2 separate regions of the Bicyclus anynana genome follow, and region 1 is linked to region 2. A link is a contact called in public Hi-C data. All regions are on one chromosome and are shown on one strand. The core of a region is the stretch at or near the end of the contact, and the rest is flanking DNA. Distances in the headings are between cores, read along the strand shown. Region 1 holds the start of LOC112053530 (RUS family member 1). Region 2 holds the start of LOC112053535 (proton-coupled folate transporter).

Region 1 (6,720 bases), core at 2,701-5,200, 170 kb after region 2:
AAATTGTAAATTCATAAAATTCAAAAATATGTTTGTTCTTTGTGCATTTTTTGTGTTTTTGTGCATGCCACTGTAAATATATGGCTGCACCAAGTAAACTACATAATATGTATGTATGTACCAAATTATTTATTTAGATTTCATTACATAAATGTTACTGAGTCCGACCCTGTAACACAGCAAATATCTATGAGAAGTGAATAATTTAAGATGAACACAGTATTATCAGTATTAATCGTAACATCAGTATACATGTGTATACAATCGCTTTGTGATATATGTATTATGTTTAATGTATATAGATAAAGATAACTTAGTGAGTTAAGTGTTAAATACATTATTATTATTGAAAAATTATTATAAATATTACATTTATTTGCAAAAAGTGAAGGACAATGGGTTTGCTACAGATATTTTCAAACGTAAGGTGAAAATTAAATATGGTTATAACATTTTTTTATATTATTCATGATTTTTACTTTTGCAAAAAAATTTAGGTCTATTACACATTTGCTGTGATATTTCATGGCTCATGAGAATAGTGTGGTTTAGGCATTTTTTTAAGTAAGACAAAATAAAAACTTGTGATTAGGCTTGATTTATTTGTATTGATGAGATTGATTTATTTTTTACAGACCCATAACTTGTGGTACAATTCAGACAATAATAATTATACTACAGATTTACCGATAAGTAAGTTTAAAATGCTTATTCTTTTAACCGACTTCAAAAGGAGGAGGTTCTCAATTTGATTAGTATGTTTTTTTTTGTATAGAGAATTAAGAAAATTCACTGCATGTGTGTAGCCAATTCACACTGGGCCAGCATGGTGGACTTTTGGCCTAACCCCTTTTATTCTAAGTCTAGCTTCTAGAGTCTAGCTTAGCATTAAACTGAATATGGGTTGATAAAGATGACATATATTAAACATTTTCTTACTTATTAAAAAGAAATATAAACTGACCTGCAACTCCTACTATGTTATAGACTAGAGTGCTAAAGCACAAAATCAATATTGTGAAACTTTCAGGAAATAATGGCAATGCCAGTTCAGACAACATAGCCAAATCATTTAGTGCATCTGCATACAAACGCCATGTTTTGCAGTAAGCGTCCAACACACCACTGTAAACAATTTAAATGTGTTTCAGCTTTCATAAATTTATTATATTAATTGATTAATTTAAATAAATATTATATTAATAAGTAATGTTATAATATCATCAAATAATAATAATAATTTTTAAAATAGTTGTATGTCTTGACAAGCAGGACTTCAAAATTATACAATAAGGATTCTGTCTTTATCCATTTGAGGTACAGCATCTAATTAAAATTACCTGTGATAGCCCAGTGGATATGACTTCTGCCTCAAATTCTGGAGGGTGTAAGGTTATACACCTCCAACTTTGCAGTTATGTGCATGTTAAGAAATTAAATATCACGTGTCTCAAACAGTGAAACAAAAACGTCGTGAGGAAATTAACTTAATTAACTGTGTGTGTGAAGTCTGCCAATATGCATTGGGCCAGCGTGGTGGACTATTTTGAAAATTGTAATTTATGTTATATGACTTACCCATAAAAAAAGGCAAACATGATCTGCCCTAAGTGTCCACATAAATCCTTGGTGATCCATGTGATCGTGGCTGCTAAGGCTGTAGCCTGTACATTACCGACACCTACTCCTTTCAAGACTGCTTGAGCGGCTATGATACCTTTAATAATTACACAGAAAAATCATTATTGGAATAAAGTTCTCTTATGTGGCTCACAGTAGACTAAAATAGCAGATATTAAAAGCATTGAACAGAGACTTAATTTTAAAGGTTGATTTAAACATTCTCTTAAATGTTTTAGGATACATCAATAAGAAATACATAACCCTTCTTGCAGTCAGGTAAAAAACTTCAAAAAAATATTTATTTAACAGAAACTGCTATGAGGTTTAGTACATGTTCTTAAAACATAAATGCCTATAGGGCTGGGTTTACAAGGCATTCTTTTTATTGTTATAATTTAAATTTATATGAGTTTATTTAATTTTTAGTAAAATCAATTAATCGTGACGTCACAATATGGACAACAGCGTGTTTGACGTTTAGAAATATTTAATAAATACATACATAATTTTTAATTTAAGTTTTCGGCCATGTCCTTCAGATGGCCTCCTACATTTCACCTTTTCTACTCTATGATTGCAAGCTACGCTCATAGGTGTATATAAAACTGAACAGTTGATCACCCAAGAACGGACCTGTGCCCACCCTAGGATTCTGGGTTAATGATATGGAATTCTTTTATGATACTAATAATAAACGTTAATAAGCACAGTGTTGGTCGACCTCCCACCCGGTGGACTGACAACATCAAGAGAGTCGCAGGGATTCGCTGGATGCAGGTGGCTCAGAATTGAGATGTTTGGAAGTCCCTACAAAAGGCCTATGTCCTATGTCTATGATCTGATATGATAATGATGATGACTAATAATAGACTAGATGTCGGGGGCCAGACCCACCCTAGGAAATAATCCTAGATATGCCAATGACTATGCTTCTCCGGTCAATTCCTACTACTAGTTTTGAATTATCTGCTTTGCTTGCTTTACAACAAGCTAAAAAAATTTGTATACAACTTACCGATAATAGTGCTACAGGCAGCCTGTAGGCAATCATAAATTTGATACTCAATATAGTCTTTACTAACTGAGTCAGGATATCCTCGTGGTAAAAATATTTTAGTAATAAAGTCTTGTATACTAAATGGCTGGTTTTCCTTAAGTACAGAAACGTTATTTTGACCTGAAAAGTTAAAATCTTAAGGTTTCTTACCCAGACTTTCGCAAAAACTCAAGGATAATTTTGAATTTTGTACTGAGTCTAACGGTAACGATTCAAAAAAGATAAAATAAATTCTAAATGCTTACCGGCAGGTTTTACTATAGTACGCCTTTTCTCAGTAGAAAATTCCTTAAATAAAGTTTCTTGCTCCATATTAACTACCAAAAATATGAAAATATAGGCAAATTCAAAACGTGTTCGCAGAAAATTTGAAGTTAAAAAAGATGATAAACCACCGGCGTTGACGTGGAATGGCGGAATCACAGATCACTTCATCATTTATTCACATCATCAGGTGGATGGAATGCAAAAAGTAAAATAATAAATGTAGAATGGAATTGGATGGATCATGGATCGATACACGATCGATGGATTACTTTTTAATGTACTCTGTGGATCACGCAGTGTTACCAACTCTCCAAAATATTTATCCCTAAAGTTTGTGTCAAAAACCCCTAAAATCGCCTTAATTATTGAGTTGTCCCCCTAAAAATATAAATTCATAATAATTTAGAAATAATATGCTGTAATATGTTTTAAAAGTCTTATTTAATACAGACAAAATATTACGTATTTATCTGAAGATTCAGATTTTTTTAAATCATACATGTTGACAATGAATAAATTTAACATTTTTTTTATTCGATGAAAATTGCCGCCAGTTGCCTCAGAGTGGTTGTAGAATAACGTATTATACATCGTTATAGGTCGCTAGGTCAAGAAAGAAATATTAAAATTATCATCAATTTAAAAATATTAAAAAGTCAAAAAATCCCTGAAAATACCCCTAAAAATTTCAGACCCCTAAAAAATCCCATTTCACTTATTTGCCCCCTAAATCTGGGGGGAAAACCCCTAAGTTGGGAACACTGGGATCACGATCATAGACAATTTTATTGAGATAGATAAGTCACACTGTAGTTTGCTATTTGTATTAACTTCAAACAAGAACCCCTTTTCAAGAGATGGCGCTGGTTTTTGCAGTAGCGCCATCTATATGTACTATTCGTAAATTTACTTCAATATTACATTGGAAATTTCAAATTATTGTCAAACTACTTTGTAAAGCCAAAAAATACATTTGGCTTTTGTAGTCGGACAATATTTTGTACAAATCGAAACAATTTGGACTAATTTATTAATATATAAAATTTATTTTTTATTCTTATGCCTTACATAATAGTTAAATGCATGCATTTTTTTGCATCACTATTATTAAAATTTAAAATTTGGCTTTATAAACTATTCTTCATTCTTTATAAACTATTCTATTCACTATAATACAAAAAATGTTTAAATATTAAAGCTAAGATTTTAATAAAAGCAGTTAACAGTTAGCAGTTTTACAACTCAATATTTAAAAATCTACTGCCAAATTAATATAATCATCTATTTTCTCCAGTAGACATCTATGATGGGGTGTCGTCTTACTATAAATATCAAACTTATTAGTTATTTCAATATTTGCGCTATAATTTTGAGAATTTACTCCGATATTTTTTAATTTAGCTGACGATTTCTGTCTTTACTTTAAACTCTATTAAATTTCAAGATTACAAATCTTATCATTCATCAATTTATCATTATCAACCCATATTCGGCTCACTGCTGAGCTCGAGTCTCCTCTGAGAATGAGAGGGTTGAGGCCAATAGTCCGCCATGCTGGCCCAATGCGAATTGGCAGACTTCACACACGCACAGAATTAAGAAAATTCTCTGCTAGGCAGGTTTCTTCACGATGTTTTCCTTCACCGTTTGTTTCTTAAAATGCACACAACTGAAAATTTGGAGGTGCATGCCCCGGACCGGATTCGAACCCACACTCTCCGAAATTAGAGGCAGAGATCATGTCCACTAAGCTATCACGGCTCTCACAAATCTCAAAATACTATTTACGAGACAGCTTGTATATATGTATGTAATACCGTTTCAAAATGTACTGACATTTTAAAAAGTTGGACATATTATATTAGTTTGTGTAATTAGAACTAGATGGCAGCACCTTTTTTACCTGTGGTCTCTATTACAATAAACACAATGTACTTAAGCTATGGTCATTGGTCTGTATCAAAGAGTACGTAGTATTATCTATTAATCTGTGATCTCTTTTGACGTTTGTGCGGTTTGTGCCTCCGTGGTCTTGTGTTTATTGTGGGATTGTTGTGAGATTTAATTTTATTGTTTTCCATTTTCCTGTTTAAATATTATATGGGTGTTTACTGTTTAGATTGCAAATTATTGTCTATAAAATAGTAGATAACTGAACAAAATTTTACAACAAAAATGTTAGATAAATTAAAATGGCTGTCAAACTAGATAGATCCAATTCGGGTGTAAATCTCGGCGTCAAAATAGCAGGAGACTTGGGGGACGTTACTGTAACCGACGTGAATAGTGATAGTGACGACAATATTTCGGATAAACAAAAAGTCTCAAAGATCCTTAGCAATGTTAACGCCATATCGCCTATACCTTCCGATTTGATACACAATACTGTGCCATCGTTTGGTAGAGTCGCTATATCAAACTCTGAGAATGTTCAATTTGGCAACAACACATATTTCAATGGACCCGTGACTATAAAACAGATCAAAACAGGTGTAGACAATTGTTCGTACATTAGGACTGATGATGAGAATACAGCCGCCCATTCTACTAATGGGAAAAAGCAGGAGAATTGTAAGTTAATTGATATTTTATCATAATCATCATTATCAGCCGATGGACGTCCACTGCTGGATGTAGGCCTCTTGCATGGATTTCCAACTGTCTTGAGCATCCAGCACCTCCCTGCGACCCGCTTGATGACTTCGGTCCACCTAGTGGGGGTTACTTTATCAGCCCACAGACATCCACTGCTGGACATAGGCCTCTTGCATGGACCTCCAAGAAATTACCAACCTGCATGCTCAGTGTGGTTATTTTATGGGCAATAGCCTATGCATAGTCCCCACTATGCATAGGCTATTGCTATTGTTAATATATTAATATTTTATATTATCTACAACCAGTATGGAAGGGGACATTTAGTATGTTGCTATCAGAATAATCCAGTCGGTAGATGACCTATCATTGACTAACAAAGGTACATTGAAAACAACACTCTTTTGTCCCACTGCAACTAAAAAAGCACTAATTTAAAAAATTCAACCGCTATTGGTCGACAATATGTCATTTTGTCTTCACAACATATATTGGGGTTTACGTCTTAGGAAGAAAAACTCTAAGTAATTCAGGAATGTTAATCCTATCTAAATTTTCATTTTTGAATCATAATAAGATAAATATTTAAATGAAGTGGTTGTGTACTCATGAGTTATCAATGTGTTTTGTTGATTTGTGATTTTTAGAGCACTGTTTCTCTTTGTTTTGTCCAAACAAACAAAGCGAATAGTACTTGTAGAGCTCACTGTGCCGTGGGAGACTAACATTCCGAAGGACCACAGTTTAAAAGTGAATAAATATTATGACTTAACAGATGAACTAACTAAAATTGGCTATGTAGTTAGTCTGTACGCCATAGAAGTAGGTGCGAGAGGATTACCAGCAAAATCTATCTATAACTTGCCTTGCTTCTAGAGAGGCCAAGGTCTTTAAACCTTGGCCTCTCTAGAAGTGCAGCTAATTCCAAGCTAGAACGAGTATCCAAAGCTGCTCTAATTTACCAAATTTGGATAGGTAGGGAGAACAACACGAGCAGAGAAGGGGAGTGTTGATCGATCATCAAGGAATACCTTAACCCTACATCTGCTGAACTAATTGGAGAGTCTGTAATTTTTAGCAAAATCTCAGAATTTGACATTAATGACCAAATCAACTATTTATTATTTAGTATTAAGTATCAGGTATGTTATGTGCCTACAAAAGCAATGCAAAAAGTT
Region 2 (6,966 bases), core at 809-3,308:
AAAGATTTTCGTAATGTAATCATGCAAGAAGTTGGACATGATGAATTAAAAAGCTCATAAAAGTCAAGAATCTATATAAACAAAGTTTGTTGTGACGTATTCAGTAGCAATACCCACCTCGGATGCGTTGTGATGCCAACCACTCGCAGAATCACTAGAAAATGATCCACTTGTAATCAGCAGACCGCTGTCTTCACTCAAAGGAGGCGCTTCCGAGTGCGTGGAGATTGACGGCGGGGACTCCATCTCACCGAATTCACTTTACACGTACAAAAGTTCGTCAAGAACATAAATTGGGCCTAAATATTCTTAATTCTATGTAAAAAAACGAACAAAACTACGAATTTCCTTGTTACAACATTCAACCTAGAACACACAACTAAAGCCTACGGCACCACACCACAGACCAAAGAGTAGTTTCAAAGAGTAAATTGTTAAAGGGTACCACAGACAAAAAGCAAATAGATACAATTTTCTCTTTGGCAAATAGATATTCACTCAGTAGTGAATGCATCGCAATTCGCATGCATAGATTTACGACTCGGTACAGTATCTATTGCGTAAATCTTGGTTTAAGTCACGAAAACCATGTAAAGTCAAAGAGATATCGCCATTTTACTCAGACCAGCGGTAATTAATCTTAGGTCTTAGTATTCCAAGTTGCTTAGAAGATGCCTATTCTAAGGTCTTTCGCCTATTCACTCTTGCCTTGAAGATGCACAAATCGTAAGTGTAGAAACACCGAAGCCGGAACATTCTAAATCTTCGCTGTTCATATCAGAAACTATACTACGGATAGAATGATGTAAAGATAAAATAAAAGCTATAATATACTGTCGCATAGATAAATACAACAATAACCAGTAACGGCTCAGATCAATTACAAAAAGACCTGACTTTCTAAACGTCCCCTTTGTCAAAGATCAAAAACCCACGAACAAAGAAAAAAAACGTTAATAATTTACAAACGTACCCACAATACTTTTTAATGACCTATCCAACGATACCCCACATTATGAGATAAAAAAATAAAAGAACATACCCCCACTTTACATGTACCTAAAAGAAATAAAAGATAAAGGTTTCGCTTGGGCGCTCTGTGTGTTTCTCCGCATTGCTGTATCTGTGAAGAGCTAGTCGATAAACTCGGACACCACGGTTTTTTGTGCCTGTAGTAGCACTGGCCGTATTCTACGGCACACTAGTCTCAATGACATCATCTGTTGTGCTTTTGTCGTCGCCAGCGAGCTTGCCGTTTTAGAACCTAATGGTTCGGCGCGCGACGAGGGTAAGAGATTGGACGGCATGTCATTGATGCCATGGAAGATGGGTGGGCTTTTAATGTGGGAAGCGATTTGCGTGGACACTCGTGCACTTTCACTTCTTCCTGGCACGATGGACTGTGCAGGTATGGTGCTGCTGCATAAACAAAGACCCTCAAGCGGTGCCAATATAGCAATCTCGTTGGAGGTTATGTATTTAAGCTGTTTGCGGTCAAAACGCTAAGTCCGTGGGGTCCGAGTATTCGCTTTCTTTTTAAAGAAATCGCAAAGCGATTAATCGACGCCTCCCATGACTTATATTTTAATCTGGCCTATATTTATGTCCGAGAATCAGTATTGCCACACAACGTGACAGAACTGCCAGTCTTCGAAGCACTTAAAAAAATATTTGCCATATTTTCGTTAAGGTAAATATTCTTTTTTTTCGAATCGATTCTTCAGCCGGAACAACAAAACATCGATCAAATCGAATATTCTATGTAACGAGTTTGTTAGACTATGTAAAAATTAATTGTATGTGTATTTCTAAACATATTTATAATTGTGTGTAAGGAGATAGAATATAAATAATGGTGTTAAATATTTTCTACGCGAGTTTCCCTCGTTTCCCCCAAAATATTAGACAATTTTGTTGGTGAATTTCGATGCCATACAAATCCATTTGTATTTGATCCGAGCAGTAAGGTACCTTAGAGATAATGTGTCTGTGAAAGTAATATTTTGACATTTTTTCACTGGGGTAATATCTTAATAATCTGTGCACGAATCTGTCATTTTAGAACGTAGTGAATTGCATTGCAATTGACATTAGGACACATTTGCTAAACATCTTTCTAAAATTATATTATTTATTAATTCAAACTTCTCCAGCACCCAGAAATACAAACTCCGATAGATGAAAAAGATATAAAAAAATCTCTGATGATCTCTTTGCAGTCCAGTGTGCAAGAGTGTGAAATAAATGGAGGTCAGTGTTTAAAAATTCGTTTTTGCCGCCAAAAAGCAAAAAATTAAAATGTTTTTAATAAATTAATAAAGTATCATAAAACTATATTTATTATTTGTCACATTCTTCACATTCATGTTTTTTTTCATTAATAACTTTATTAATATACTTACTTACTTAATAACTTTAATAATATACTTATTTTATCATGCAAGTGTTATTAATTAACTTTATGACATGTATTTTTAATTTATTGGAAACGTCACGTAAATCAATAAATTAATAATTTAAAGTATTAAATTATTAAGCCTTCCAGCAGTTACGTTTATTTTTCAGAATATGGAGGTACTTAAGTATATCTAAATTACATAAACTTCAAAAATCACTTAATACTATTAGCTAATAATTAATTAAAAATAATATTCTCAGCAAAACATGCCTTTTGTACCAGTGTCGTCTATACAAATAGTCAAAGTTGATGTTTCAAAAGTGTTTTTAAAGTAATCCTACTAGAAATAAATGAATTTTGATTCTGATTTTTGATTTAAAATTTGTTTAATGTACTTAATAGATAATGCTGCTAATTAAAAATAATAAAATTAGGAATAATATTAATTAAACACTTTACAGTACTTATACAAGTTTATATCTTGGAAAGGAATTTATTTTGGTAAGCAAAAGCAGTTTAAGAAAATTGTTGCAGTTGAATGTGTGTGGTGTTTACGCAGAAGTACTTGCATGTTCTTTTTTTTGTTTGAAATAATTGTCAATTATTTCTAAGACTGAGCATCATTATCAAACCATATACGGCTTACTGCCCAGCTCGAGTCTCATCTCTGAGGGGTTAGGTCATTAGTCCACCACATCGGCCCATTGCGGATTGGCAGACTTCACACATGCACACAAGATAATTGAGAAAATTCTCTAGTATGCAGGTTTCCTCACAATGTTTTTTCATGTGATATTTAATTACTTAAAATTTACCTGATGATTAATAGTAAACCATTGATAATAAACAAAGCAACACTTCTCAGGACAAACAATAACATTTAGTTAATTCTATACAGCACTACCCCAAGTTGATCAACCAGAGTATTACTTGTTAAGCCACAAATGCCTGTAACTAGAAATTAATAAGACTAGTACTAAGACGTACTATCCTTTATGAAGTAGGTAGCAAGAGGGCAAGATTAATGGTATAATATTATATGTACCATTGCTTTATTATGAATATTATACAATAATTGTCTTATTAAATTGTAACCTACATTGGAGCAGGATAGTGTTAATAATAAACAATGATTGTCTTATTAAATTTATCTTATCCAACCCACATTGAAGCAGGATGGTGGGTCCAAGCTCCACCTGGCCAGGGCCAAGCCCATTAAAATAGTATGATGATGATGATGAGATTGTAGTGACCCCAAATTAAACTACCTATTCACTTCATTCATTGGTTATTAAAAACTGAAGTTGTTATCAAAATAAATAAATATTTTTTTTATGTAACCATTTGTATAAAAATATTTTAAAATAGCTCATGATGATATGAATGATGAATATGAATAATTATGAATTGTCAATTTATTAAGGAAGTGCGGAGAATCATTGAGGGAGGCAGCGGCTAACTTCAAGTGACTTGATTGTATCTGACATCTCATTTGTATATATCTGATAGCTACTATCTTATATACTTCATGATAATCGGAATCTATTGAAGTTTCAACATTGTTTATAGGATAGTGACGGCATACGTAATTTCTATCTTGTTTCAATTGATAACAAGATCAATGGTTCAATATATATAATATTATGTAGGTAGTTGTGTTGTGTCTTTTACTAAAATCATATTTATCATTTAGAACAAGATTGTGATGAAATCATCTATACTTATAATAAAGTGTAACAGTTTGCATTCTGTACATTGAAGATATTTTGAAAATTTTAGTTGGTAGGCATATTATGATTGATACTGAAGCTAAATATATATATTTTTTTATTTGTTTGTCTGTCTGTCTGTCCATCTTTTGGTTGACAGAGCAGCACTCTGAAACTACTGAATAAATTCATATTAGCACGATTTGAGACCATAATACGGAGGATACTTTGTGTCGCGAAAAAAATCTGAAAGGGGTGAAACGGGGGTTGAAAGTTACAATTGTGAAAATTGGTATGCGTACTACCAAAAAAATACTAAAAATAATGTTGTTCAAGATTTTTCAAAATTCTAAAAGGTTATAAGGGGGTCGTAGTTTTTTTTAATAACTTGTCATTGAATAAAAAATATTTCTTATCATTTTACCTAAAGGCATGTGCTATATGGATAGTCGGAATTATTTAAAATAGTTTGTAGTTTCAAAAAAAAACTAGTTGCAGTTCGGCTTATTTAAGTGGACTCGTCAACACCTTGAAGTTATGGGAAATACTCCCAACCATCTTGTATAGCGTTCATTTTTCAAGTTATACTTTTGTAATAATAATAATAATAATAATAATAATTTTTCTTTATTAAGGATAAAAATCCACATACAAAAGTATAATAATTTAAATATACGTCGTAAATTAAACTAAAATATTAAAATGACACGGTATGATATCTTATAATTACTGAAAAATAAAAATAAAAATAATTCGTAATAAAATTGCACGTCATCTTATAACTAATTTTACCTACTTTTTATTTGCGTCCCGGTGAACACGTCGCCAATGGTCAAATATCGGGCCAGATATGTGCTCACCGATGACCTTGAGGATGACGTTGTTTGTTTGTCTGAGTCTTTCCCAGAAAGAGGCTATGCGATTTCGTATAATCGCAAAAAAGTCGGGAACCTTCGCCTCAGCAAAATAGTATTATAAAGTAGCAAAGTAATATTAGTGGACAATTTATTAAATATAAAACATAACGAAAATATAAAGAGAAGGGAGTGAAATAGGGGTTTAAAGTTTACAACGATTTCCATGCGGGCAGAGTCGCGTGCGTCCGCTAGTCCTACTTCCTACTATCCTACTAATATTATAAAGGCGAAAGTTTGTGTGTAAGTGTGTAAATATGTTTGTTCCTCTTTTACGGTGCGGCTACTGAAGCGATTTGGCTGAAATTTGGAATGGAAATAGATTTTACTCTGGATTAACACATAGGCTACTTTTCATCCCGGAAAAATCCACGGTTCCCGCGCGATTTGTGAAAAACTGAATTCCACGCGGACGAAGTCGCGGGCGTTCGCTAGTTGGTAATAAATCTATAACGTACCTAGTTACTATAAACTACATCGTTCTATGATAGAGCATTCATCATTTTGCAGCATTGCATATTTTATGTTTTTCTGCAATAAACAAGTTGCAGTTGAGAGAATTCACACATTGCATTTCCACATACTGTGTCTTTCAATCCAAAGTTTAATAAGTAATCGGTTTTAGGTACAGATTTGATTCAAGTCTGCTAAACGTGGAATCAATTTTAGCAAGCAATTTCAGTTCGATTTTTGATATTCTTGATATTGTGTTGTGATCTAAACTAATATCCAAAAACTCTGGTACAACCTAACAAACCATGTGGTGCAAGGTTAAGCAGCATGTTTTATATTTTCGTTATTGTTTATTCTTCATATCAATACATATAATAAATAAAATTTAAAGTGTCTGACTGTAATTTCAAAATATCTGTTTTTTGTCTAGTGCAACAAAAACTTAAAAAAAAATATGTCTATTTATTCATCCAGGCTTAATCTCTGGAACAACTAAACCAATTTAAATAAAACTTTTAGTAGAAGATAGAGGAGGTTATTAAGCAACATACTGTACGCTTGTAATATAAGGAGCGTAAAGAGAACAGATAAAAATTACATTGTATTAGTTTTTGTTAAAAATTTGATTTTATTTTTCAGAAAGAAAGTATACAGCCATGGTACAAAAAAATAACAGTGGAACCTGTTATGTTCTTCTATATGATGGCATTCATGATAACAAGTGTTATAGAACAAACATTTTATGTATTCAGAACATGCACAGTGAATCATGGCTACAGTGCGGATATATGTTATAATATAAGCAAATATAGTGATATTAACAAAGAAGTTCAGGTAACCTACCTTATTAGATAATTATAATTTTAATAGTAATTTTCTTGTAACAGATCACAAAAACAATTTTTCATTTCTCGTCATTATCCGCTTCCTTCCCTATCCTATAGGGAGGGAGATCTAGCGCTGTAGTAAGCTATTAAATAGTTGATAAAGTAGTAGCCTGTAGTGTACGGGGCTAGGCCACCTTATAGGATAGGGAAAGAAGCGGAATTCATTAAGTTACGGTTTATGATTTGCAATCAACAGGGTGTCGCCTGCTGCTACTCATTACGGCTAACCAAAGCGAAGCCACGGGCATAAACAAATACTCTTTACATTGAATAAATGAGGTGTTAATTAAAAACACTTGTGTGACTTGTATGCTTACTTTCTTATTGTTTACCTTGTTGAACAAGGACACCTCACTGGAGATCTATTTGTTAATGTAATTGGCATCTGCTTCGGTTAATTTAACCTTAAGTTGACATTAATTGTACGAGACTTTTTGAGTAGAGGTATACATATTCGTAGATATATAGCAAGGTATTTTTAAAGCACGTAGCAAATTCATCTGTCGGGACCCTGCATATATGTTACGAAATATTTGAAAGGCCGATGACTCGTTATAGTTAACATCTGATAAAAGTACAATGATCGATTAAAACTTAAACATTAC

What was found. Hi-C and Micro-C count contacts between places; a contact is called where the count stands out from the background.
Region 1: a contact with region 2 is called in a Hi-C map of whole body, with 1.9 times the contacts expected there. The contact joins the promoter of LOC112053530 here to the promoter of LOC112053535 in region 2. A contact is called at or near these places in 2 of 2 Hi-C or Micro-C datasets (whole body and whole larva).

What each region holds. Positions count from the first base shown.
Region 1 is chrZ:17,258,978-17,265,697 of ilBicAnyn1.1, forward strand. It overlaps LOC112053530 (RUS family member 1), which reads right to left and starts at 3,951. Exons shown (of 9, transcript XM_052890837.1): 1 at 2,926-3,951; 2 at 2,639-2,800; 3 at 1,579-1,717; 4 at 965-1,125. The coding sequence starts at 2,992. It overlaps LOC112053531 (peptidoglycan-recognition protein LE-like), which reads left to right and starts at 4,499. Exons shown (of 5, transcript XM_024092977.2): 1 at 4,499-5,518. The coding sequence starts at 5,140.
Region 2 is chrZ:17,091,249-17,098,214 of ilBicAnyn1.1, forward strand. It overlaps LOC112053535 (proton-coupled folate transporter), which reads left to right and starts at 2,059. Exons shown (of 8, transcript XM_052890928.1): 1 at 2,059-2,250; 2 at 6,114-6,308. The coding sequence starts at 2,245. LOC112053529 reads right to left here and starts at 394. Exons shown (of 5, transcript XM_052890622.1): 1 at 118-394. The coding sequence starts at 246.